Linked DNA regions of Sus scrofa: all the other regions are linked to region 3. Evidence: chromatin contacts called from public HiChIP or PLAC-seq and promoter capture Hi-C data. All regions are on one chromosome and are shown on one strand. Each heading gives the region's core, a stretch centred on a gene start, on an enhancer-like site or on the middle of the called end of the contact. The rest is flanking DNA. Distances are from core to core; before and after follow the strand shown.

The links. Promoter capture Hi-C pulls out the DNA fragments that hold promoters and counts their contacts. HiChIP or PLAC-seq counts read pairs in DNA pulled down with a chosen protein or histone mark.
Region 1: a promoter capture Hi-C map of fetal liver shows a contact between it and region 3, with 2.9 times the contacts expected there. The contact joins the promoter of NRF1 here to the promoter of UBE2H in region 3. A contact is called at or near these places in 1 of 5 promoter capture datasets (fetal liver), 1 of 47 Hi-C or Micro-C datasets (embryonic fibroblasts) and 2 of 2 datasets of contacts at active chromatin or transcription factors (alveolar macrophages and skeletal muscle).
Region 2: an H3K27ac HiChIP or PLAC-seq map of alveolar macrophages shows a contact between it and region 3. The contact joins the promoter of SMKR1 here to the promoter of UBE2H in region 3. A contact is called at or near these places in 1 of 5 promoter capture datasets (fetal liver) and 1 of 2 datasets of contacts at active chromatin or transcription factors (alveolar macrophages).
Region 4: an H3K27ac HiChIP or PLAC-seq map of alveolar macrophages shows a contact between it and region 3. The contact joins the promoter of STRIP2 here to the promoter of UBE2H in region 3. A contact is called at or near these places in 1 of 5 promoter capture datasets (fetal liver) and 1 of 2 datasets of contacts at active chromatin or transcription factors (alveolar macrophages).

Annotation. Positions count from the first base shown.
Region 1 is chr18:19,140,991-19,144,156 of Sscrofa11.1, reverse strand. NRF1 (nuclear respiratory factor 1) reads left to right here and starts at 1,479. Exons shown (of 11, transcript XM_021078993.1): 1 at 1,479-1,614.
Region 2 is chr18:19,198,563-19,201,976 of Sscrofa11.1, reverse strand. It overlaps SMKR1 (small lysine-rich protein 1), which reads left to right and starts at 1,947. Exons shown (of 3, transcript XM_003484024.3): 1 at 1,947-2,134; 2 at 2,194-2,560. The coding sequence starts at 1,947.
Region 3 is chr18:18,818,355-18,821,447 of Sscrofa11.1, reverse strand. UBE2H (ubiquitin-conjugating enzyme E2 H) reads right to left here and starts at 1,836. Exons shown (of 5, transcript XM_021078796.1): 1 at 1,308-1,836. The coding sequence starts at 1,360.
Region 4 is chr18:19,254,054-19,257,286 of Sscrofa11.1, reverse strand. STRIP2 (striatin-interacting protein 2) reads left to right here and starts at 1,616. Exons shown (of 21, transcript XM_003134694.6): 1 at 1,616-1,818. The coding sequence starts at 1,684.

The DNA of each region.
Region 1 (3,166 bases), core at 230-2,729, 320 kb before region 3:
GTCAACGAATCCGACTAGGAACCATGAGGTTGCCGGTTTGGTCCCTGGCCTTGCTCAGTGGGTTAAGGATCCAGCATTGCTGTGAGCTGTGGTGTAGGTTGCAGACGTGGCTCGGATCCCACATTGCTGTGGCTGTGGTGTAGGCCAGTGGCCACAGCTCCAATTAGACCCCTAGCCTGGGAACCTCCATATGCTGCGGGAGCAGCCCTAGAAAAGGCAAAAAGACAAAAAGACAAAAAAAAAAAAAAAAAAAAAAAAAAAAATCTAACCAGATAAGGCACTTGAGAGAGGAAGGAGTGATGGATCATTTGTAGGTTGCTGGCTTGAGCACTTAGGTGGTAAGTGGGGATACTCAGTCACTTTCTTAGAAACACTGCATAAAAAGACGTGTTTTTAGTTATGTTGACTTTTGAGGTAAATGGAATATTGTTGAAAACTAAGGTGTCCTGGTCTTGTTAAACTGTTTTTTGACATCCTTTGAGATATTTCGTAATTCCCTAAAGCACCGGTTCTTAAATTATGGTATGCATGGCAATCACCGGGAGAATACTGTGTATTTGGGGATGGGGTGGGGTGAGAGGGGGAGTGTTAAAAATGTGGGTTCCTGGGCTAAGAAACCAGGATTTTGGAGACACCCTTTGGAGCCCAATATTTAAATCAGCCTGAGTGACTCTGATGCAGGTGATCTCCGCACAATTTAAAAAACAATGTTGTGATGATCATTGTACAACTATAAATGTAATAAAATTCATTGAGTAATTAAAAAAAAAAAACTAACAAAAACTACCTCTCCCGAGTCTCTAACATTAGTTTTTCTACTACTCTACACCCCTCCCTACTTCTCAGGCATGGGGGTTCCTATTGCCTCTGGCTTCCTCCACTTATCATATAAGCTCTGAGTTCGTCTTCCTAAGAGGCGTACCTCCAGCGCGCCCAGAACAATATGCGGCACAGAAAGGGCCCTCTGGAAATATTCACCGGCCGAATGAATGAGCGAAAACAATGTATTGCTTTGCACAAAAACTTTTGCTTTTAAATACCTAGGCAGGGTTTGAAAGAGGGAGGCAAAGGTCATTCCAAAGAGAGGGTGAGGATGCGAATGGCAAGGCAGCGCCGACAAAAAGGCGGGGAAGCCCCCTCTCCGGTTGTCTAGGAACCCTCTGGAGGTCCTAATTCCCGGGGGTGGGGGGGCGAGAAATGTGACTATTTCCAGATTAGCAACCATCTTGGGCCGCCCGCGTTATTTCTCCGGGGCGTCCACAGAAGAATAACGCAGCCCCTTCCGTGATTCCAACCCCATCCAAGCCTCGGAAGGGCAAAGTGAACAGGCGGAGGCCACAGGGGGCGACGGGGGCCGGAGCCCGAACCCCTCCGGGAAGCCCCGCCAAGGCAGCGCCGACCTCCCCATCATGGCGGCTGCCGGGCGGGGAAGCCTAGCCCGTGCGTCGCGTGCGTGCCTCCTCTCCCTCCCCTCCCCTCCTCGGCGGCGGCGGCGGCGGCGGCGGCGGCTTAGGCGGCAGCGCTCGCCATTGCCGCTGGTGGCAGGAGGCTGCGAGGAGCCGGCGCGGTCGCAGTCTCCACGGCGCAGGCCCACGGTAGCGCAGCCGCTCTGAGGTGAGTGCCCTACCGCGCAATCTCCAGCTATTTCAGCCCCGGCGCAGCCGCAACACGCCGCCCGCCCGCCGGCCGGCCGGCCCGCCCCGCAGCCGGCACCCTGCCGCCCCCGGCTCCAGGCCTGGGCCCCCGCCGGATTCGGCCCGCCTCGGGCGGGGGGCCCCGGCCCGGCCCAGTCAAACCGCCACCCCGAGGATGCGCAGGCCGCACTAGGCCCCAGGCGTCCTGGCGGGCTCGGGAGGGAGGCGCTGCCCTCCCGAGAGCCCCAGGGTTCCGGCCTCCCCCGCCGCCTGAGGCTCTCGGGGCCGCGGCCTCCTGTCCGCCGTGGAACCTGGGGCCCGGGCTCGGCCTTCCCGCGGGTTCGGGAGCGAGAGGCCCGGGAGCGCGCCGGCCTGGGAGCGGGAGGTGGGCGGGCTGCGCGGGACCGGAGCCGCAGCTCCCAGCTCGCCTCTTCTGCCCTTCTCGGGTCTGGTCCGCGGGCGGCGCGGCGGGTTGGGCCGGGGCGCGGGAGTCGCTGTCTCCTGCGGGAGAGGAGGTTGGCTCTTTGGGCGACCTCCGAAGCTTCTCCCTCCGGGGTGGCGTGGGCTCGTTACCCAGGTAGACTGGGGGACGCTGGAATATGGCGCGTTGCCCACCTTCTTGCAAGTTAGGAGGCGGCAGCGGCGGCTGTTCCAGAAGGAGGGCGCAAAATCCTTTTGTACGCAGAAATAAGGAGCGACATTGTGTTTTCTTCTCCAGCTGAGATGCTGCCGGTGGAGGGGCCTCTGTTCTTTTTAGGCTTAGGGTGGTGGTCCCCTGGGTGAGGGACAAGGGGGAGTGGCGCGACCCCGGAAAGGTACCGGACCTTTGCCACTGGAAAGGCAGGGGCTCTAGAAGTCCTTGTGCATGGGTATTATCCCACATCCCCAGTCTTTCAGGGGAACTCAAGGGTTTGCCCTTGCATGTTACCCGCTTAACTGGGCAATGATGTCCACCGCCTCTCTCACCTGTTGTGTCGTTGCTTCTGGTCACAAAGTTTCCACAGTGCATCTGACTGTGCCCATCAAAACTTGAGGTTGTTTAAAAATCTTAATTTTTTTTAGGGCTTCAAATGATATCTGGCCAAGCCATTTGGAGGAGCTGTTGCCTGGTCTCCTTTCTTAAGCATTAGATTAGAATATATTAATTGCTTACTTGAGAGCTGGTGTTGGTCGTGTTTAATTCTTTCAGAGCAAAATTCGCATTTTCCCAAGTGTGTAGAAACAATGTATTGGGAAATTCTTAAGATAAAAGGTGAGCGAGCCTGTCAACTCGGACAGTGCTGCAGGAGAGTGGGCATGCTCATCTTGTACCTTTTGTCCCAGGGAGGGCATCATAGGAGGGGTCACAGCTCACAGTGATCTTTTCCCCATTTTGTCTCCATCCAGCTTTTAAAAAATTCCTTTTCCTTTGGCCTTAAACAGTAAGTTATTGGGTTGTTCCTCACTCCAGGAGGGGGGGTGGGAAGGGAGGCGGCTTAGAAATGCTGGGTTCTTTTTCTTTTTTTTTCTTCCCTTAATTGGGTAGTAGTAGC
Region 2 (3,414 bases), core at 698-3,197, 380 kb before region 3:
GCTTGGAGTCTCAAGTCTGATGAATCTCATTTCCTGTCACCCTCACACCACCCAACTCTCACTCTCACCCATTCCGCCCCCACCTCAGAGTCAGACTGGCACCCAGATGTCTCAGGGCACACCTCAGCACATTCAGAGAGAGTGAGCATCTCACCTATCAGGATCCAGGTTACCAAGCACATCCCAGCAAAGGGGCTATATTTCCTTCGAGGTCACCCATGTGAGGTGGCACCTTTGGGAAGGGAAGATACCTGGGAAGTGGAGTGTCCCTATTCCCTGGGGAAACACAATATTCAAAAGCAAACTAAAACAGCAATCACAGAAAAAAAAGGGAAAAGTTTCATAATTTAATACCTTTGGTGGCATTTTCCCCTGTTTCCCCATGTTTTCATTTTGCACTGAGCCATGCAAATTATGTAGCCAGTCCTGCACTGGTGTTACCACCACCACAGCAGGATGCAGAGAACATTTTTATCACTCCCAAATTATTCTCTTAAGCCTTTGCGGAGTCAATCTCATACATACACACACTCCATGTCACCCCCAGGCACAGATCTACTTTTAAGACAGCTAAATTAGGGCCAGGGATCAAAACCACACCACAGCAGCAGCCCAAGCCACAGCAGTGACAATGCTGGATCCTTAACCTGATGAGCCATCAGGGAACTCCAGGACAGCTCAATTTTAAAACACAGCAGTAAGGTTCTGAACCTCCAATTTGAAACTCAGGAAAAGCAGGGCTGGAACAGGTTTGGGAGTGAGCCTAATAGGGGTTAACCTGAGAGAATTGTGAAGATCCAAAGAGGTGTATACAGGGAGTGTGAGCCACCCCCACCCAGGGATTAAGAGAGGGGCCAACAGAGGAGAGAGCACAGGAAGAGGGCAGGGGACTTTGCCGCAAGTGTGGTTCTAATAAATAAAAAAATAAGCCAGCAGCCCTCACATCAATTTAATACATCCAATGTATTACATCCTGTTAACATCTATCATTTTAAATGTACACCATGTCCCCCATTCTACAACCCTCTCCCCCCAAAAAAGAACTTTGCTGAATTTCCAGGGCCTAGAACTAACAGACACAAGATAGATGCCTAATAACTTGAATAAAAAGGGAAGAGCCAGGAGTTCCCGTCGTGGCCCAGTGGTTAACGAATCTGAATAGGAACCATGAGGTTGCAGGTTCAATCCCTGGCCTTGCTCAGTGGGTTAAGGATCTGGCATTGCCATGAGCTGTGGTGTAGGTCACAGACGCGGCTCGGATCTGGCATTGCTGTGGCTCTGGCATAGTCCAGCGGCTACAGCTCCGATTGGACCCCTAGCCTGGGAACCTCTATATGCCGCAGGAGCGACCCTAGAAAAGGCAAAAAGACAAAAAAAAAAAAAAAGTCGTAAAAACGAATGAGAGTCCTTGCTCCCAAACTGTATTCTTCTTCATTCTTGAGTCAGGATGAACTCAGGGTTGGAAGCAGAATTGCATCTACCATGTCCTTTCTTGCCTAATCTCACTCTAGGTTTTGTTTTTCAGGCCCTTTTTACGAATGTTTGTATCATTACAGGCTCATTTATTTATTTATTTGTCTTTTTGCTATTTCTTGGGCCGCTCCTGCGGCATATGGAGATTCCCAGGCTAGGGGTCTATTCAGAGCCGTAGCCACCAGCCTACACCAGAGCCACAGCAACGCGGGATCCGAGCCGCGTCTGCAACCTGCACCACAGCTCACGGCAACGCCGAATCGTTAACCCACTGAGCAAGGGCAGGGACCGAACCCGCAACCTCATGGTTCCTAGTCGGATTCGTTAACCACTGCGCCACGATGGGAACTCCTTTTATTTTTATTTTTATTTATTTATTTATTTTTTTTTTTTTACAGGCTCTTTTACAAACATTTCCCCATGTTATTTTCACTTCGACTCTCAGAGGTTTTATCTCCTTTTCCAAAAAGGTCATGGAGTCTTCCGTAACTTTTCCAAGGCCAGCCAGTGAGGGGCCGAGCTCATACTCTGAGCCGAATCCTCCTATTCTAAGGCCAGCCTCATTCACCCGGGGCACCATCCGGACCTCGCCTTCGCCCACTTGTTCGCCCAAAGCCAGCGGGGTTCTGGGCACTAGCAGCCTGGGTCGCCGTCGCGCGAGGTGAAATGACCCAGCCAGCGCGGCGCGACCAGAAGGGAACTGAGCCCGCTCTCAGGAAGGCGGGCGCAGGCTCGCGGGGCAGGCTGGGAGCCAGGCCCCGGTGTCCTGGCAACACGTAAACACCGCGCGGCCCCGCCCCCGCGGCGCGCACCGCCCAGAGCTTGTGAGCCCGCCCTCCCGCGACCGCCCGCCGGGAGCCCCAGGCCCCGAGGCGACGAAGCACTGAGTCGCGCAGCCCGCTGCCTCTCTGTGGCGGGGGTCCCAGCCCCGCGTGGCGGCCGCTGGGTGGCTGGCTGCCCCCTCACCGCGTTGGGCTCCCGCGAGCGCCTAGACCTCCTCGGGCGGAAGGGTGAGAGCGGACTCGAGAAACGTGGCGAAGCCCCGGGCCCACGGCGGTTCGCTGGAGAGCGCGGTGGTGGCAGCCCGGTGAGCGGCAGGAATGGGCGCGGGGGCACAGCCCCCAGGCCTTGCGGAGAACTGGGGTCTCTCTCTCTATTTCAGGATTGGGAACCCATGCCACACTCACCTGCTCAACTGAGAAAGCATTACCATGGTAATTAATACACGTCTTATTTAAGCATCAGAGGTTCTGAGGCTCTTGTTAAATTAGTTTAATACCGTCTGTCTGGTAGAGGCACGCTTTACTAAGACTTGTTGCCCGTGCCACGAGATCAGCGCCTTCATCTCCTTGTGTTGAGTGGTGCCCAACCCGTGAAATGAACACTTTGGATAAAAATGAGGGGGAGAGGGTTTTCCTGGGTGGTCTGCGCCCGCCGCGGAAGAGCTCAGCAACCGCTGAATCAGGCTGAAAGGTTTTTTTGTGAGTTGGTTGGTTGAAGTCCCTCGGTTCTCTTGAGCAACTTTCACACCCAGAAAATGCCGGAACACCAGTTAACGCCAACAGCAGCTGGCCAGGAACTTAGCTTCTGCTGCCGCCAGCCTTCTGTCACTTGTGGGATTCTTCTCTGTGGATTAAGGAAATAGACAATGAGCCCTGGTGCTGCGGGGAGTGCCCGCTCTAGACAATGATTATCCTTTCCAACCCCAGTTTGAGGAAGGGCTTTGGAGGAGAGCTTTTGTGCAGGGAGTTCTTGCACTTTATGTCCAGGAAAGCCTGCAACATTCTTACTTCTGTCTAAGCTCTAAGTCGTTGGCTCACAGACCCCCATCTTAAACCAAACCACACTGAAACGCCAAACCTCCGTTTCCAAATTCCCTCTGGATCTTTTTACCAGAGAGCCTTTTCAAACTGTGTTCAAATCCAGCTCATTCATTCTGCT
Region 3 (3,093 bases), core at 587-3,086:
AAACGTCCAATCAAAAACAGTAACAATAAAAGGAAGAAAGAAGGAATTCACCTGAAGAATCTAGCCAAACAACTTGAGTTATATAAACAAAACCCTGCAACAGGGGGAAATGGTGGGGGGATGGGGTGAGGGAGAAACAAGAAGCAGGAGAGACAGACTTTTCAACTGCGTTTCTCACACTACCACTCCCCACCCGGATTCCCCTCTCCCCAGGGATTAGCTGTTCACAACACTGGGCTCATTTCCTCTCTCCCCCCACCCTCTAAATTACCCCTCAAAAAAATGTCTCGATTTGTCCCAAGAACCTTCGCGAATTTCTCTAGCTGGTCATGAAATAATCAGTCTGGACTCCAACCAAAACCACTGCCTGAAGGACTCTTATCAGTTAGAGCTGTCCCACTGCTACCTTCAGAGTACACAAAGTTGGGGGGGGGGTCGGAAAATAAAGGGTGTCATTTGGCAAGATCAGGATAATTATTCCCCAAGAACCTTATTCTCAAACAGGGAGTTTGCTTAAATGGCTAGCACAGGGGCTATTTAGTCAGGGAGATCCTCTTTCTCTCTCCCTCCCCACAGCTGTCATAGCCACAATATGGAGGGTGGCTGGCTGGAGGGCCTGGGGGTCCTCACCAAATACAACTATGGGTGGGATAGGCATTGTCGGTGGGGTTCTTCCAGGGACAAGGAAGCTTAACAGGGGTCTCGGATTGAAAACACTCAGAGCTCTTTATTACAAGAGGGGGCACTGAGTAGAATACTCTCTTCCTAATATAGAAAGGAATTAGGGATAAAGGAGGTCACTTGAGTTACCCCAGTTCAAGAAGCATTGTGAGTGGAGGGAATGGAGGCATCTCAAGAACAGGAGAAAGGCTTCACTCTCGGGAATTTCTATATCGAGTCCCTAAATCCAGAGCGAGCAGAGAGGAAAAAGAACGTGGGCTCTGTAGTGGAGAGAGGTGGCTGGTCCTGCAAAAAAAAAAAAAAAAGAAAAGAAAGAAAAAAAAAAAAAAGCCGTTTTGGGAGTCCAAACGTCGTGGAGAAAAGTCACGGGCACTGGGGGTGCAGAAAGAGCGTGGAACAACGCACATTTCGGGGTGCTGCAGATAAAGGGGGAGCCGAGAAGGCTCTCAGCTCCTGGGAGGTGCCAAGGAGCCTCCGTAGGCACTGGGGGGAGGGAGACGAAAGAAGGAGCCTCGGACAGTGGCCTGGAGTGCCCCTGGGCCCCTGTTTAGGTTTCAAGGGGGTGCCGTGGGCATCCCCATACTGCCCCCCACATACAGCCCGAATCCCCCCTCCTCGAAGGATACAGCTTGACCACGTCTGTGTCCATCCGCCTCTTGCCCGGACTAGGGGATGACATGGTGTCGCCGCTGCCTCCCCGTCGCCTGCGCCGCCGCCGCCTCTCTCCTTTCCTCGGCCCGTCTGTCACGGGCCCTGGGCCCCGGCTCTGAGGAGCCCGCGGTCGCGCCGGCTCCTCGGTGGAGGTGGCAACACCCCCGCGGTCTTGTCCGGTCCCGTCAGCCGCCGCCGCCGCCGCCGCCCCCCGCACGGGGGAACACCGGGCACTGTCCGGCCGAGTGGGGGTGGGGACCCCGCGGCGCCCGGCTCAGGCTGCCCCTCTCCGGCTGTGGGTTCCGCCTCGGCCCAGCCCCGGCGCGCCTCTGTGCCGCGCGACTCTCCCTCCTTCCTGCTCTAGCTCGCTCGCCTGCTTGCCTGCTCGCCCGCTCACCCTCTCGCCGGCTCCCTAGCAGCCTCCACGACAAGCGGACGATTCCTGCTCAGTCGGCCTCTCTACCCCAGCCTCGCTCTGGGCGCCGTGACGTCACCTCTGTGACGTCATCGGAGGGGGCGGGTCCGGCTGGCAAAAGGGGTGGGGTGCCGCCGCCGCCGCGGCGTGAACTTTTCTCGAGGGATTCTGGGAGATGTAGTTCCACTTTCTCCTGACCGCCCAGCTCTCCGCCCCCTCCCCCAACTCCCCCACACACTTAATCGCTCAACTGCCAGTGTCGTTATCATCATCATAAACGATAATGGTTAAATAATGGCACTATTATTACATCCATGTATTTTAGGGTAATGACCCTCCTTCCCACGTACACTGTTAAAAATTCTGTTTATTTGATTTGAGGAAGCCAAGGTGGCAATTAACCCAGTCACCAAAATCTGGAAATTCCTACACAAGCATTTCCCTGCACTCTGCTCCCTCCTTGGAGGGAGAGAATTTGTTTGCATGGATTGTAGACTAGAGCAAGGCATCTCTGAGCTTGCAAATCAGAGTTTGCTATGCTCCTGTGTATAGGGTCACCTTTTCAAGGATTAGAGTTGAGGCGGCCAGGCCACAAGGCCAGAAATAATTTAGTACTAACATCCTTATTCTATTCAGTATGAGGTGATTTCACAAAATGAATGACTGATAGAAGCAGAAATACCCCAAACATGCTCTTCTTCAGGCAAATTGTTCTGCCCTCCAAACTCCTATATCAACCCCATATACTTCATCATTCAGTAAGTATTTATTGAGCACCTATTGTAGTCATCACCCTGCTGGACATGAGGATATGGTGAACTAAGAAATACTTTAAATTTACACGGCACTCCCAATACGGTCTAGATTTAGAGTGTCAGCATCACCTGGGAACTTGTTAGAAATGCAGGCTAGGGCTCCACCACAGACCTACTGAATTAGAATTCGCAATTTAACAAGGTCCCCAGGTGATTCCTTTGTGTAGTAAAGTTTGAGATACACCGCTCTACAAAGCTCTCCAAAAGAAGTGACGCGGAACCCAGAAGTCAACCCGCCAAAGGAGGCAGGAAAAAGTGTTCTAGGCAGCTCTTGTATTTATATCCCATTTTCACTGCCACCTGTTTTCAAAATTTTTATCTATTCCCTTGTTCCCATGAATACATTTGAATTTTGTCAAACCATGTGCTGTGAGTTGGGTCCCCTTATGTAACAGCTATACACACACACACACAAACCTGGAGCCAAACTTGGCTCCCCACTCTCCTTCACCTGAGTATCTCCCACTCTTGTGATTCCCAAGCTTTGGTGTACTTCTGAATCACCTGGGGAGCTTGTTAAGCTCACAAATG
Region 4 (3,233 bases), core at 367-2,866, 440 kb before region 3:
AGGGCTTTGGGGGCCCTTTACTTTCAGGATGTAGCAGAAAATATAAAGATTGTGGATCCAGGCAGACTTGGCTGACACCAGCACAGCCTGAGTGGGTTGAGGTGGGACAAAAGAAAAGCTTTCTGGGGAGTTTCCGATGTGGTCCAGTAGAAATGAACACAGCTAGTATACATGAGGATGCAGTTTTGATCCCTGGCCTTGTTCAGTTCAGTGGGTTAAGGATCAGGCATTCTGTGCCTGTGGCGTAGGCTGGCAGCTGCAGTTCCAATTCGACACCTAGCCTGGTGCCGCCTTAAAAAGAAAAAAGAAAGAAAGAAAGTCTTTCTGGAGGAGGAGATGATGACTAAATGGACTAAATAGAATCTTTAGGGAAGAATAGAAGTTAACTCAGAGCAGAGTTTCCTCCACTAAAAAATACACTGACACCAGATAGTATCCTTGGGAACTGCGAGGAGTAATTAATCTCTGAGAGTCCTGGTTTCCTTATCAGTAATATTGGATCAGTGAAGACAACCTATCAGATATGATATATCTGGAAAGTGTCCAGTGCACAGTGTGGCAGTTCAACAGTCTCCCCAATTCCACCCATTCCCATCTGGCTGCTTGTTTGGAGCTTTTATTACGATCACAGACTGCCTACATATTTACCATGTTTACTATAAGTTGCTTTTTTTTTTTTTTTTTGGCTGTGCCAGCGGCATGTGGAAGTTCCCCCGCCAGGGATCGGACCTGGCCACAAGAGTGTCAATGTTGGATCTTTAACCGCTAGGCCACCAGGGAATTCCTGTAAACTGCTTTTCATGTAAATATCAGAGTTGGCAAACCACACAGCCTCATTTGCCACAGGAAATACTGAGCCCCTAGCAGGGATCTTAGAATGAAGGAAAGGACTGAGGAGAAAGGGGCGGGGGGGCTTGCTCTCCAATCAACATTTACTCCCTAGCTCACTCCATGAGAAAGGTATCCTCGTTCAGAGCAGAGAAAGCAGTTTGGCCAGGAGTAGCCCAGATGGGAACCAGCAATTTCAGTGAAAAAAAAAACGTCCCACTGCATCCCTCAACTCCAAGTCTTCCAGCCATGCCCTCTCTTCTAACTGGAGAGTGGGATGAGTTCTCCTCAGATATCTCAGCTTCCTAAGAGGGAGAGTCCCTAGTTTCTTGCAGTGTTTGGCCACCCGGAGGTGCCATCCCTTCCCTTCGATTGAAGCGGGATTTGGGACGTATTCCGGAGCCGGGATTTCGGGGCAGAGGTCTGCGGCTGGGGAAACCGAGACTGCAGTGAAGCTGGAGGCGGAGACTAGAGCTCCTCGAAAAGGTCGCTATTTAGGAGCGGGTGAGTGCTGAGGAACACCGAGTGAGAACGGAGTTAACCAGCTAAGGCTCAAGGCCCGGAAGGTGGAGGTGGAGCCGAGAGCCGACCCAGGAGTGTCAAACTCCCACACCAGCAATGCTGCAGGACTGGGCAAAAAGGGGGGGAACAAATCCCTTGAATGAGCCCCCACCTCCTCCAAGTCGCGCACGGAGCGGTGTAACAGCCAATCAAACTGAGGGGCGGGGCTGCGAAGAGGGGCCTCAACCAATAGCTGTGGAGGGGGCGGGACCTGGCTCCCGGCGCGCGGCGGCTGCGGGGTCGCCCCGGGCAGAGAGCGGCCAGCGGCTGAGGGGAGCCGCTGACAAGAGCTGCATGGAGGACCCTGCGGCGCCCGGGGCCGGGAGCCCGCCGGCCAACGGCAACGGCGTTGGCAACGGCAGCGGCAAAGGGAAGCCGGTGGCGCCTAAGGGCCGGGAGGCGTTCAGAAGCCAGCGGCGGGAGTCAGAGGTGAGAGCCCGGAGAGCTTCGGTTGGGGCCGGGAGACTGCCGGTGCGGGAAGCGGCGGCTGAGGTGCTTCGGCCCCGGCCTCCTCCCCTGCGCGCCCCCCCGCTGCCCCTCCCAGGGGGCCCCTGCCGAGTCCTCCGCCGCCTGGACTCCGGTCTCTGCAGTCCTGACCCCTCTCCGCCCGCCTCCTACGCGGGTCTGGGGCTTTCTAGCCCTCTGGCCTCCCCTCTGGGGGCCCGAAGACATAGCGCGATCTCCAGCGTCCCAGATACTTTCAAATATTTACCTACTTAATCGCTGCAGCCCCCTGAAGCGGCAATTCGTATCGCGATTTTCGGAGGAGGGAACGGGCGCGGAAAGGTGAAGTGACTGGCCGGAGCGGTGCGAGGCCCGAGCTCTCCGCAGCAGTGAAGAGGGACCAGCGTGCGGGCAGCCGCCCTCCCACCCCTAGGTTCCCCGAGCTGATCCTTCCCCTTCCCTCCACCCCCCACCTTGGACTGGCTTTTCACCAACTTCAGGACCCCTCCCCATAGGGGTTCAGGATACACGAGTCAGGTGGGGAGTGCTGGAGCGAGTGGAGGACCAGCCAGGATACAAACCCACAGATAAGAATGTGAATAGTCCCTCTTCTTAAAAGAAATCCTAATTAGGAGGATTTAGCATCACTCCCTCCACCCCCTCATCCAGCCAGTTTCCATCAACTAGGCAAGAGTAGAATTAGATCTGAGCATGGGATCAGGAGAATAGACCACAAAAAGATCTGTAGACATCATCTGGGTTAGCCCTTTCTTTTCCAGAAGTGAGAGACAGAAGTAACTTGTCGAAGATCATACATCTGGCATAGTGGCCAGGATTATCAGGCTTTGGGTTCAGTCAGACCAGGTTTTGAGGTTTTGAATCCCAGCCCTGTCATTTATTGTCTGTGTGACTTTTGGCCAAGTTACAAACCTCTCTGTGCTCCAGTTTCTTCATCTCTGCAATGAGGTTAACGTTATCTACCTCAGAAAGTTATGATAAACTCAAAAAGAGATAATTAAATGTGAAATATTTTAGTCAGTGCGGGCACAGTGTATGTAGTTGGTTAGTACATAGTAGCTCTTGGTTCTGTAGTTTCATCATCAAGGGACAGAGCTGGGACTAGAAGCCAGGTCTTAGGCATCCCAGTCTGTGGTTTACCATTTGAAAGGTATTTCAGTTCCAAAGGGATTTCATGTATGCTCTCCATTTTGATACAGACAAGTAGAAATCATCCCATTAAAAAAAAAAAAAAAAAAAAAAAAGAGAGAGAGAGAGAGAAATGAAGGATGCGAAAAGACTGGCCCAAAGTCATACCACCTTTCAGAGGTAGAGCTCAGCCCTCTTGTCATGCTAGATCACATCACCTCCCCATGCTTTACTTCCAATCTGGCTTTTTAGGA